Linked DNA regions of Sus scrofa: region 1 is linked to region 2. The links are chromatin contacts, called in public promoter capture Hi-C maps. All regions are on one chromosome and are shown on one strand. The core of a region is the stretch at or near the end of the contact, and the rest is flanking DNA. Distances in the headings are between cores, read along the strand shown.

Region 1 (5,409 bases), core at 2,894-5,393, 2.1 Mb before region 2:
ATTTTAGTTCCAAAACAAATGACAAAAGGGACAAAATAAATACTTGCTTAACTTGAGTTCTGTATGTTTATATGCACCTCTCACTGTCCAAGGCTATCAAAAATTTGGTCTTGAGATAGTGGAGGGTTTCCTTCTGTAAACCTCCTTGGAGCTTAGACTTCAAATTCAGACTAGAAATTGACCCACTAGCCAAGTAACCCGGGCAAGTTGCTTAACCCCAAGGTACCTTTACTTATTTCACAGGGCTACTGTGAGAATTAAATACATGAAACCAAAAGTCAAACCCATACGCAAACTTTCAGTTTTCTGTCTCTCAGTTTTCTGTCAAAGTATCTGGGGGAAGCAAGGCCTTGACATAGTAAAGGAACACCAGAGAGTCTGTACTCAAAAGTAACTCCCCACATACACCAGTTAAACATTCATTTTGATAAATAAACAAGCTCCTCTTTCAAATTTCTCCTGGTAGGGCTAACACTATTGTTCATTCATGCTTCTGTATACTGCTTTGGTATTATAGGATTCAACATAGCTTATCTTGTGTTTTAGTTAACTCTACACACATCCACTTCTCCACTGTATCAGTGATTCTCAAAAGGAAAGAATAAAACTCTCCAGCAGTTGTACTTTAAAATGTCATGTTCAATATTACAAAATTTTTTGAGGTGAGAAGGCCCTATTGTCCTTGTTTTGCAAATTTTCAGAAGTGAATACCCACAAAATCTTGAGAGAAAGAAAGGAAAACTAATAGCTAAGTTTCAGTGAATGAGAAAGAAGGAAATGAGGTTTTACTAAATGTTTACCTACTATGTGCTGAGCATTTCCACATACTTCATCTCAGCTCTGAACAAAGTATGAGAAAAACAGGGCTCTAACAAGTGAATAGGACCATTTTCCCTTCAAAAACAAATCAAAACAACCTGAGAAAAAGGACAAAAGGTAAAGACCAACATAGGTTACACATCTACTTTTAAGAGTCTATTCCTCCCAGAATCCTTATCTTTCCATCCTCATTATGGATATCAAGGGAAGTGATCTACAGCCCTCCTCCAATCCTGAAGGACTTCTCTATCAAGCTCAAATTGTTTGGCGAAGAGGGGATGAAGAGAAAGTAATGTGCAATTACTTTCTACCTCTAACACTGGGAATTAAGTTAGTATTTTAAATGGATTACATAATTCCAAGCTAAAATGAGCCTCCATAAAAAACTGTAGTAAGTGCAACTTTCTATACCAAAAACATTTGGGGGCCTTAATGCAGTTAACTAAAAAACTACAGTTATTTTAGAATTTTTTCTTTCTTTCTTTCCTTCTTTCTCTATTTCTTGGTATTGTTTTATCTTTTTTTTTTTTTCCTTTTTTTCGGCTGCACCCCTGCCATGCAGACATTTCCAGGCCAGGCATCAAACCCAAACAAAAGCAGCAACCTGAGTTCACAGCAGTGACAACAGCAGATCCTTAACCCACTGAGCTACCAGAAACCTCCTAAAACATTTACAATGATTAACTTTAAGATTTCAGTATAAATTATAAGAAGTACCAGAGTAAATGTAGATCAAAATATGAAGGAATATGAGCATTACTGACAAGTCAGGCATAAACAAGAATATACAAGAGTGGAGTTCCCGTCGTGGTGCAGTGGTTAACGAAACCGACTAGGAACCATGAGGTTGTGGGTTCGATCCCTGCCCTTGCTCAGTGGGTTAAGGATCCAGGGTTGCTGTGAGCTGTGGTGAAGGTTGCAGACGCAGCTCGGATCCCGCGTTGCTGTGGCTCTGGCATAGGCCGGTGACTCTAGCTCCTATTCAACTCCTAGCCTGGGAACTTCCATATGCCGCGGGAGCGGCCCAAGAAATGGCAAAAAGACAACAACAACAACAAAAAAAAAAAAAAAAAAAGAAAGAATATACAAGAGTATCACTGTTAATAAAGAATATCATTTTTCCTGAATTTTGTGATATACAATTTGTCAGCTTAAAAAATTTGTTGTGATTTATTTTCTCATACTAGATATATATTCACTATCATACCGAAAATACATGTAAAATACCTGGCATAATCTAATAAACATGCTACAAACTTCTTATGGTAGCTTAAGGAAGAAAAAATTTTAAAGGTACTGATATTTTTATTTGAAACAGAAACACAAGAGACCAGCTTGCAATTCTCCCTCAAGAACCTTCAGTGGCTGGCAGTTTATTCATTCATGAAGCCCAAGCCATTTGCCTTCATCACTGAGTATTTGGATAGTGAGGAAAAAGTCCAAAGAAATTAAAATACAGTGGAGGAGACAACCCTTAAAGCGACAGTACCATGTTTTAAGTCTGAGAGGTAGGCACTGAGAAGCATGGAAATTTGTGGGGAACCCAGGAGAAGGTAACTTTTAAAATAATGTATGTGGTACAAGTATGAGAAGTAAACAAAGGGGAAGAGTTTTAAAGGCTGAAAAAGGTAATTCGGTTTATGAAACGAAATAAAATGGAAACTAGAAAGTGAAATCAAGATTCATTTCATAAATACTGGTGTTTTGCTGAAAACGTGGTAAAACGGCCTCCTCAAAAGTATAAAGTAGCTCTTTTACTTAATACGCTTAACGAGTATATTTCATTCTTTTGAATATAATTCAGATTTCCTTAAAACTTTGCCAACTATTGCCTACTCGGCAAGAACTGAGTGGTTTAATCACGGAAACTGAACAGCTGACCCCAACACTCTCGCTAGCAAGCTAAAGCAGAAAACAACAGCAAAACAGCAACAAAAAGCAAAGACAGAAAGTCCTACGAGTACAATACAAATGTAAATCACTATCAATAGCTAAACAATAAAAGTATTTACAAAGGTTAAGGTCAGTTTAATTCTCAAAAGGTAACTGATGGAATCATTCGCTGCTAATTAGAGGGAAATAAATATAAACCACTTAGTCGGAATTGTTGGTGGAACTCAACACTTCCGAATATAAACACAACTCCCTATCGTCCTCCCTTAGTATCAGTGGCTCCCAGAGCTAAAGGCTCTAGAATACATCCCCGCATTCAGCGCTTCTTTTACAGAAGGTTGTTGCCGAAAACTCCTAAAGAATGAACTCCAGAAGGTGAAGAATGCCCAACGGCGAGTAAAATCCCCTAACAGCAAGTAGCGTTTAAAGAAACCACAAAAACCCGGCCCCGGCTGCCGATTTCGCCTGGATTCTTTTTTGTTTTGTTTTAATCTGCCTGGGGCAGCAGCATAGGTTGGAAGGAGAAGACTGGAATCTCCTGCCAAACCTCGGCTCCGGGTCAAACGGAGGCACAGCCTCCAGGTTCACGCCAAGTCCATCCCCCACCCTCTTTCGCCATTCATCGCGTTCCCTCCCCTCCCCCCATCATGTGACCGCAGCCTGGACTCCAGGCTTGTTTTTCCCCTCGGCTCAGCCCCACCGCGCAGGCGCCACGGAGCCCATTCATTCGAACTGCGTAACAATGAGCTCCGGGGCCCAGCAGCTCCGCGAGCTTCCCAGCTCGTCCCAAAGCCCCTCTCTGCCCGAAAGAGGCGGCGCCTCACTAGAGTCCCCCACCCCCGGCCAGCTGCCCACCCAGGCCAACCTCCGACCCCCCGCCCACACGCGAGAAGTTGAGGTCAAACTTTCTTGGGCAGCCCCGCTGCCGCGTCAGGCCCCTTCCCCCGCCTAGGCCTGCCCCATCTTCCCACCCGGCCCGGCCACCCACCGCGCAACCCGGCCCGGGGCGTCATCCTCGCCAACGCCTCCCAGCCTCAGTCCCGAGACCCCCGCTGGCCGCGAAGCTCAGGTGAGCTCGCGGGAGGCGCCACTCCAGGGGGTTCGCCACGGGCAAGTATCGGTCGGTTAACTGCTCCCACCATGAGGAAGAGGAGCGCGAACCCAAGCCTGCCCGGCGGCCGGATCCCCTCGGGATCCTGCCCCTCCCTTCCCCACCCCCACCCCTTCCCGAACAGAAAGACAACAAACCCGTCGCGGAGTGCAGGCAGCCCTGGCTCGGGCCCCCCTGGCCGCGACAGCACCACAGGCAGCTCCCATACTCCCTCTCCGACTGACGACGGCCTCCCTGGCACGCGTTACCGCTCCCGCCGCCGCTCTTAGTTCTCAACCGAAACTTTCCTACTTACCAAACCCGTCGCCATTACCAAGTCTTTCAAGCTTCGTCTTCCCCCTCCCCTCAACCCCCCGGGGGTTGGGCCTCCGAGCAGCTCCTTCGCCCTATTATTGGTCTGAGGAACTGCCATTCGACCATTTCCCTTTCCCATTGGGTGATACCGTGGTCCTTCTCGCGGGGCGGGCTTGTATTGACTTTTGTGTTGTGTTCACTGGAGAAGATGGTGTGTCAATCACTACGATGAGCGCTTCGGATTGGATTGCTGCCGAGACTCCCGGGACGCGAGCCAAACTTTGCACCCGAAAAGGATTGTGGGTTCGTAGTCTCATCCTAGTTTCATGCCTCTCGGAACCTGCAGGTCGGAGGAACGTTGGACTACAGTTCCCAAGACCGCCTGCAGAGTGCGGTCTTGATAGTAAACAAGAGTCATAGGGACACGTGTATCAGCTCGTTTGTTTTGCTGTCTGGGACAAAAGGGAGGGGGCGGAGGAAGGGAGTGTTTCAAAGCTTTGGCCTCTTCCCTTCCTTTGGGCCTTTCCTAGCACTCAAAGCAGCTTCACGTCTCTCGCAGCACCCATTCCGGGCCATAAACAGCCAGAGTCGCTCGCGGCTCAAAGTTTGGCAGGAGGCCAAGGTATTGTTTTAGAGAGAAGGGAAGGAGATGACTGCACAAGCGGAAGCAGTGCAGCATAGCGAGGGACCCAGTCACCCACAAATCACGGCCCCAGGCTTGATGAGGATAATAAAGACGGTGCTGAGCTCCAGTCGGAGGACAGCCTTCCTTTACAACGCGCCTAGCCTCACCACTCTCGGGACAGCAGCTTGAGGCTTCTCTGCCAACTCTGTTCAGTTCTCTCAAGATTTGTTGAATGCCGGCTACGTGCCAGGCACTGAGAGGCTTGGAGATGAACAGAAAGAGAGAAGCTCAGAGTCTGGAGAATTTACAGAGGTCTAAGGGGCCGGAAGTGGGGGCGATTTGCTGTTGACTTTGGTATTGAGCGAAATCAAAGCGGTGTTTTGCGTATTGAACCGCTTGAGGGTGGTTTAAGGTAATATAGAGGGGGCTATAATGTATGACAAAGTGATTTATTTTGTAAATCATTTTCTAAGTTTCTGCGGTGAGTTTTTGTTAACCATTTTTCCTCTCCAGAGGGCTTCCCATTGATGAAAGATGAATGACTTCCCACTTCGTGTCCATCAGAGTTCCTCCTTAAGTTACTAATGCTCTGACTCAGCCGAGGAGGAGGATGACTTCTCTGGCTTTATAGTTACCTTCACTTTAAACAAGGCGGTCCACCACAGTC
Region 2 (5,295 bases), core at 861-3,360:
TCAACACAAACATGGGTACAGACAGTGCTGACTGTATGACTCTAAGTATGACTACAATACACTAAATTTTCCTAAGAGTATCATGATTTTCTACATTAGGTCGTAAGTTTAAAGTTCCAACCTTTTGAAACACAGATCTTAACCACTTAGTCTATAAAACAAATGTACCACCTTTACATCAGCAGTTAAGGATCTGGATTACATGCTCACTCAGAGGATGATAAAAATGAGTATGGACCCCAAATCCCTACCCAAACTCTCCCCCTACCCACCAACATTTCAACTTAATAATTTCAAAGATTCTAAGTAAGGTTATGTACTCAGTCTTACATGATGAAACTTCCTAAGCCAGTAATTTCTACAATTATTTTGTAAATTAGAAATTTTTAGTTAATTTAACTCATATATGAACTTCATGATTCTTTTATTCCACTGTAAATATTTTAGAACAGAATTTACAGTGGAATAAGAGAATCATGAAAGGGTGTACCCTCTCCAACCTTTTTAAGTACTATTGGATTGAAAGGCACTTGTTTTACAGTTGGTACACAATCAGAATAGTCATTAACTGCCATTAATGGCCCACTCATATCTCACTGCTTAGTTCAGGTCAGAAAGACTGACCTCCCACCACAGAGATGAATTCTAATCATTCACACTTTTTAAAATAAAGTTAAATGACACCATTTAATTTTCTGCCCCAATCTGTAAGATTCTGATATAAGCACAAAATGGATTCAAGACCCTATTATTGATATGGTTTTAATTTAAAGTCTACTAAAACAGACTAAATCCCACATCCCATAACAGGTGGGATAAATGGGCATGTTTGGGAAGGAAAAAAAATTAAGAACTACAGCCTCACTTTTTTACTTACAGAATTCTGACAGCATGCTAGAAGACAATTTCAAAGGGCAACAAAGCATGGAACTCCACTTTATCAAATTCACAATTAATTAATCTAAGGAATTCCTAAGGAATGCTTTAATATATGGGAAAAATGGATGCAAAATATAATAGTGAGAACAAGTATCTCCACACCCAGTGAAGTAACAGGTTTAGGCTTGTTTGTACAGCTCCCTAAAAATTAAACTCAAAGAGTACAAAAACCAAAATTCAAAAAACTGGTCAAGAGTTGGATGGGAAACGTTCCACTCCAGATTAAAACGTTTAATCATACAAAATAGTGTAATACTTTACACTTGCTAAATATTTTAATTTACTTTGTTACTGAATAATAGACGCTTGGGCTAAACCAAACAGAAACTGTTTTTTGTCCCCAAATAATTTTTTTAAAAATATTCAAGAACACCCAGCCTCATTACTGAAATTTCTAAGGCTACCTGAGTGTTTTTATTTTTTTCAAAAGTGGTGTCATTTCATTTGCCTCTCAGGAAAAACCCATAAAATTAATCAACTAAAACACAGCATTGTAATTTGCAGTAAAATCAACACACTTGTGTAAACGGATTGGGGAAGAAAAAAAAAAACAAAAACCAGTCTTTTCATGTAAACATAATAAGCCTGTAATATGCTGCAGACAAACGCACTGCATGGGGTGTGGAGGACCCGAGCTGATTAGATTACCACAACATCAGCCTGGGGCCGCCATTTTTAGAATCTGTAAAGGACAAAAGAGGGAAATTTCACTTTTTACTGCCCATCTCTGAGATTCAAGGAAAAAACGGACTGTCTGCCAATTAGGTACTGATGTCTCCAGTCCAGAGTTGAATGCACCTCACTTAATTCTCTCCAAGGTCTCCAGAACTCCAAATACCTTACGCTATTCACATCTCTAAAAAGGGGGGGAAATGGGCAAAACGGGGTTTACTCTAAAGCTAACTCCAGCGATTTCCCTTCGACTTTAAACTGTATCGTTCTTGAGACAGAGTCTGGCAAGAACGGATCTCTACCGAACGGAGGCCGGTGGAAGAGAGCCCTCCGGATTGTTTTCTCTCTCCCCCTCCCCCGTTTAGCACAGTGAACCGTTTGTTTCTCTTCTGTGCCTGCTGCCACAGTGTTTGTGCCAATCCCTTGGTCAAAATCAGCTTTCCTGAAATGTGCCATATTGTGGCTTCTAAGCCTCCGGTACAGTAAAGGACGGCGATAATGCAAGAGGAGTGGGGGAGGAGACTGAGAAGGCTGGGTACTGGGGTGACCACCTCAGGGGCGGGTTTACCCTCTCCCGGGGAAGATGAGGAGCGGTCTCGTTCTCCCACAAAGGGAGAGACCCAGGGCGTTCTTTCCACCCCCTTTGCATTTATGAGAAAATTAAGCCACAGACTGCCCGGCAAGAATGGAAGTAGCAGAAGAAAATGGGGCCTATACGGGTTCCCAGCACCTGAACAAGATGCGGCAGAGGAAAGGGAGAGCTGGCAGCTCCTGGGACCTCTTCGAGCACAAACCCCACTAACAGTCAGAAGCCTCCCTCCTCACCCAAGCGGCCCTAACCCGCTGCCGGCGAGGAGTGCGCCCCCTCCCTAACTCCCACTCTCTAGGGGGTTTAACTGCCAGTTTCCCCCTTCCCCAACCCTAAAACCCGCCATAATGCTCCCTTTCTAGGGACAGGGAGGAAAAAGAATAAATTCGATTCAAACGAGCAACGTCTTGCCCCCGCCAAGACACCTGAGAGCCAACGTCGATTCCCCCCCGCCCCCCCGGAAGGATAAAGATGAGAAAGCCCCCTCCCCCTGGAAACACACGTCTCTCCATCCCGCAAGCCCCATGAACTCCCAAGGAGACGACAGGCACTGACCTGCGATGTTCACACACCAGACACCCGAACCCCGTTATGTGCTCGACCCCCAAGGAGTCTCTCCACACCTCCGCGGTCAGGCGACCCCCCGATAGCAGCCACTGCGGACACAGGACCCGGCTCCACACACCCCTCCCCAAACAGCAGCGCGAAGCCTCTTCACCAGCAACCGAGGAGTAGGGGAGGGGGCACCGAAGCAGTCAGCAGGAACGCAGAGGCGACGGCGAGGCTGCTCAGAGTGTCTATGCCCCCTCTGTTGCCGCTCCCGACTCCGGCACGGTCTCCGACTCGGCCCCCTGCGCCCGCTCAGTGTCACTGCCGCTCGCTCTGGGAAAATGGCGGCGACGGCGGCGGCGGCCGCGGCGGCGGCGGCGGCGGCGGCCGCGGCGGCGGCAAGTGCACGGGGCCCGCCCGCCCCGCTCCGCAGGGGCAGAGGGGGAGGGGACGAAGCTGCCTGCCGCCATTTTGCTTGTGGGCTGCTGCCCGCCGTTGCCTCTCCAGGGAGGCTCGAAGACGGCCAACTGGAGGCAGAGAGGTGGACAGAGTCTCCGTCTGTTTCACAACAGATGCATTCAACAATTCACTGAAGGTTTGGGGAAGTTTCGGAATTTGGTGGGATTGGTTCTTTATCCCTTTTCCCTGAGTAGCCCTCAAGTCTGGATATCGGTGAGCTCGCGCGCGCGCGCCACTACTGGGTGGAAGGATACTGATCCTAGGCCTTGGGAAAGACCCTTCCCTCTCCCTTCGTCCTCCCAAAAGGATGCGCTCTCTCCCACTCCCCAAACCACCTCTGTCCCAGCCTTCCCCTCCCCCTCCCAAGTCTAGCCTCCAGCGCTGGATGAACTCAGTTGGGGTGTCACTCGACGCCCACTAGGGGCTGAGGAAGCTCCAGTGCGCAGGCTCCGAGCACCGGATAAAAGCGGAGCTGGCGAGTCCAGCGCCGTCTCGATGGAGGAGCAAGAAACGGAAGAGGTCGGGGGGAGAAGCAGCAGGAAAAATACAGCCACCGTCAGCGCCGCCTCCCTGCCACGGTGTATCGGGGTAAAAAGCTGCCATTGCCGTCGGTGCAGTTGCCGTTGCTGCCTCCTACTTCTTTGGCCCCGGGGAAGGATTTCCCCGCCGGCGGGACTGTGTGCGGGGAGGGGAGCGGGAATTCCTTTATGTGGCGGTGATTAAATAAGGGAGGGACAGAGAGACGGTTATCTCGAAGAAAAAGGGGAGGCCAAAGAATAAATGGTTTCCCCAAACTAAAATGACACGGTGATTCCGGTTCTTGTTTTCGGGGGTCTCTCCCCGAAATGGCGCTTTCTGTCTTCTCGCTACCCAGCGACCCTGAGCGCCTAGTAAGCGGAGTGGGGAGAGGCAGAGGCGGTCCACGCAGCCAATCAGTGCCTGATGTGTCTGTCGTGCGCCTAGTGATTGGTTCGCGATGACCTCATGCTGCAGCAGCGGGTGGGGCCAGAGCCTTCGGGGGAGGCTGTTGCACAGGCAGAGGGAGAGGTGACGATGGTGGTCGTTGTCGCCGCGGCCGGTATGGAGCACAAGCAGTGGCGAGGGGAATCTCAAGGCTCTTCCCTGTTTTCTCCTGTCCTTGCGCGAGGTGAGGGCCCCGGCTCGGCCTCTGCGGATCTTTGGGGCGCTGGCGCGGACGAGGAGACACAAATTCTCCCATGACTTTTGTAACTGCGTCAGGGCAAGATGGCGCTGGGTCTCCTTGGGGCGCGGGGGGAGAGGCACGTCCACCGCCGCCGCAGCGCATGTGACCGGGCTGCATTCCTGTGGGGTTTGGCTCAGACCCAGGCCGGGGCGGGGGAGGGGAAAGGGCTGGGGCGGAGGAGACTGTGGTGCGGTCGACGTTGGCGGCCTGAAGAGGAAGAGATGGCTGTTTGAGAGCGCTTCCCCTCCCCCATACTGCTTAGCCGCTGTGGCTCCTGGGGAAAGCCCCCGGAGGGACGCTCCTCCTGGGGTGTGATGGCTGGTGGTGGAGGGAAAGGTTTGGCGCCCTATTTTCTTCTCTGCCTTTCTCCTTGCGAAGTATACTTACGTAAGATGGCAGGTCCCCGATGTGGGAGTCGAAATCCACCGTGAGTCCGAAAGGCCACTGGACTGAGTAGAAAGGAGAGTCTGGTTCCTGGGCCACAGAATGGAGGAGTATCGAGTGTTTTTTGAGAAAACCTAAATTTCAGATCCAAATAGTGTGATATTCCCTAAGTTTCGAAGTACGCGTATAAGGCGAGGTAACACCCGGGAACACTTTTCAATAATCTAAAAGCTACAAGAAACCAAGGAGTATATATCTGAATTTTGAAGGCCATTTTCATACTTCCTATTCCTTCCGTCTTAACTTTCTTCCCGTTTCTACTCTGTATATCCTACAAGAATGTTAATCTTATCAGTGGATTTGTTTTTTAATTTAGACGTGATTAGTAATACAGAATAAAAGTTGCTAGTGTTATCTGTGTGTAGTTGTGAGGCTGTTTTCAATACTTAGTGTTCCGTTTTTTGTTGTTGTTGCCCTCTTACTATCGTTTTTAAAAATA

Evidence for each region. Promoter capture Hi-C pulls out the DNA fragments that hold promoters and counts their contacts.
Region 1: a promoter capture Hi-C map of liver shows a contact between it and region 2, with 7 times the contacts expected there. The contact joins the promoter of HBP1 here to the promoter of LOC106504991 in region 2. A contact is called at or near these places in 1 of 5 promoter capture datasets (liver) and 1 of 2 datasets of contacts at active chromatin or transcription factors (skeletal muscle).

What each region holds. Positions count from the first base shown.
Region 1 is chr9:106,964,794-106,970,202 of Sscrofa11.1, reverse strand. It overlaps HBP1 (HMG-box transcription factor 1), which reads right to left and starts at 4,143. Exons shown (of 11, transcript NM_001244264.1): 1 at 4,119-4,143. The coding sequence starts at 4,133. LOC110262252 (a long non-coding RNA gene) reads left to right here and starts at 4,401. Exons shown (of 2, transcript XR_002347084.1): 1 at 4,401-4,739.
Region 2 is chr9:104,909,620-104,914,914 of Sscrofa11.1, reverse strand. LOC106504991 reads left to right here and starts at 2,110. Exons shown (of 3, transcript XM_013979822.2): 1 at 2,110-2,415; 2 at 2,721-3,344. The coding sequence starts at 2,110. The region is part of intron 1 of KMT2E (histone-lysine N-methyltransferase 2E); the gene reads right to left.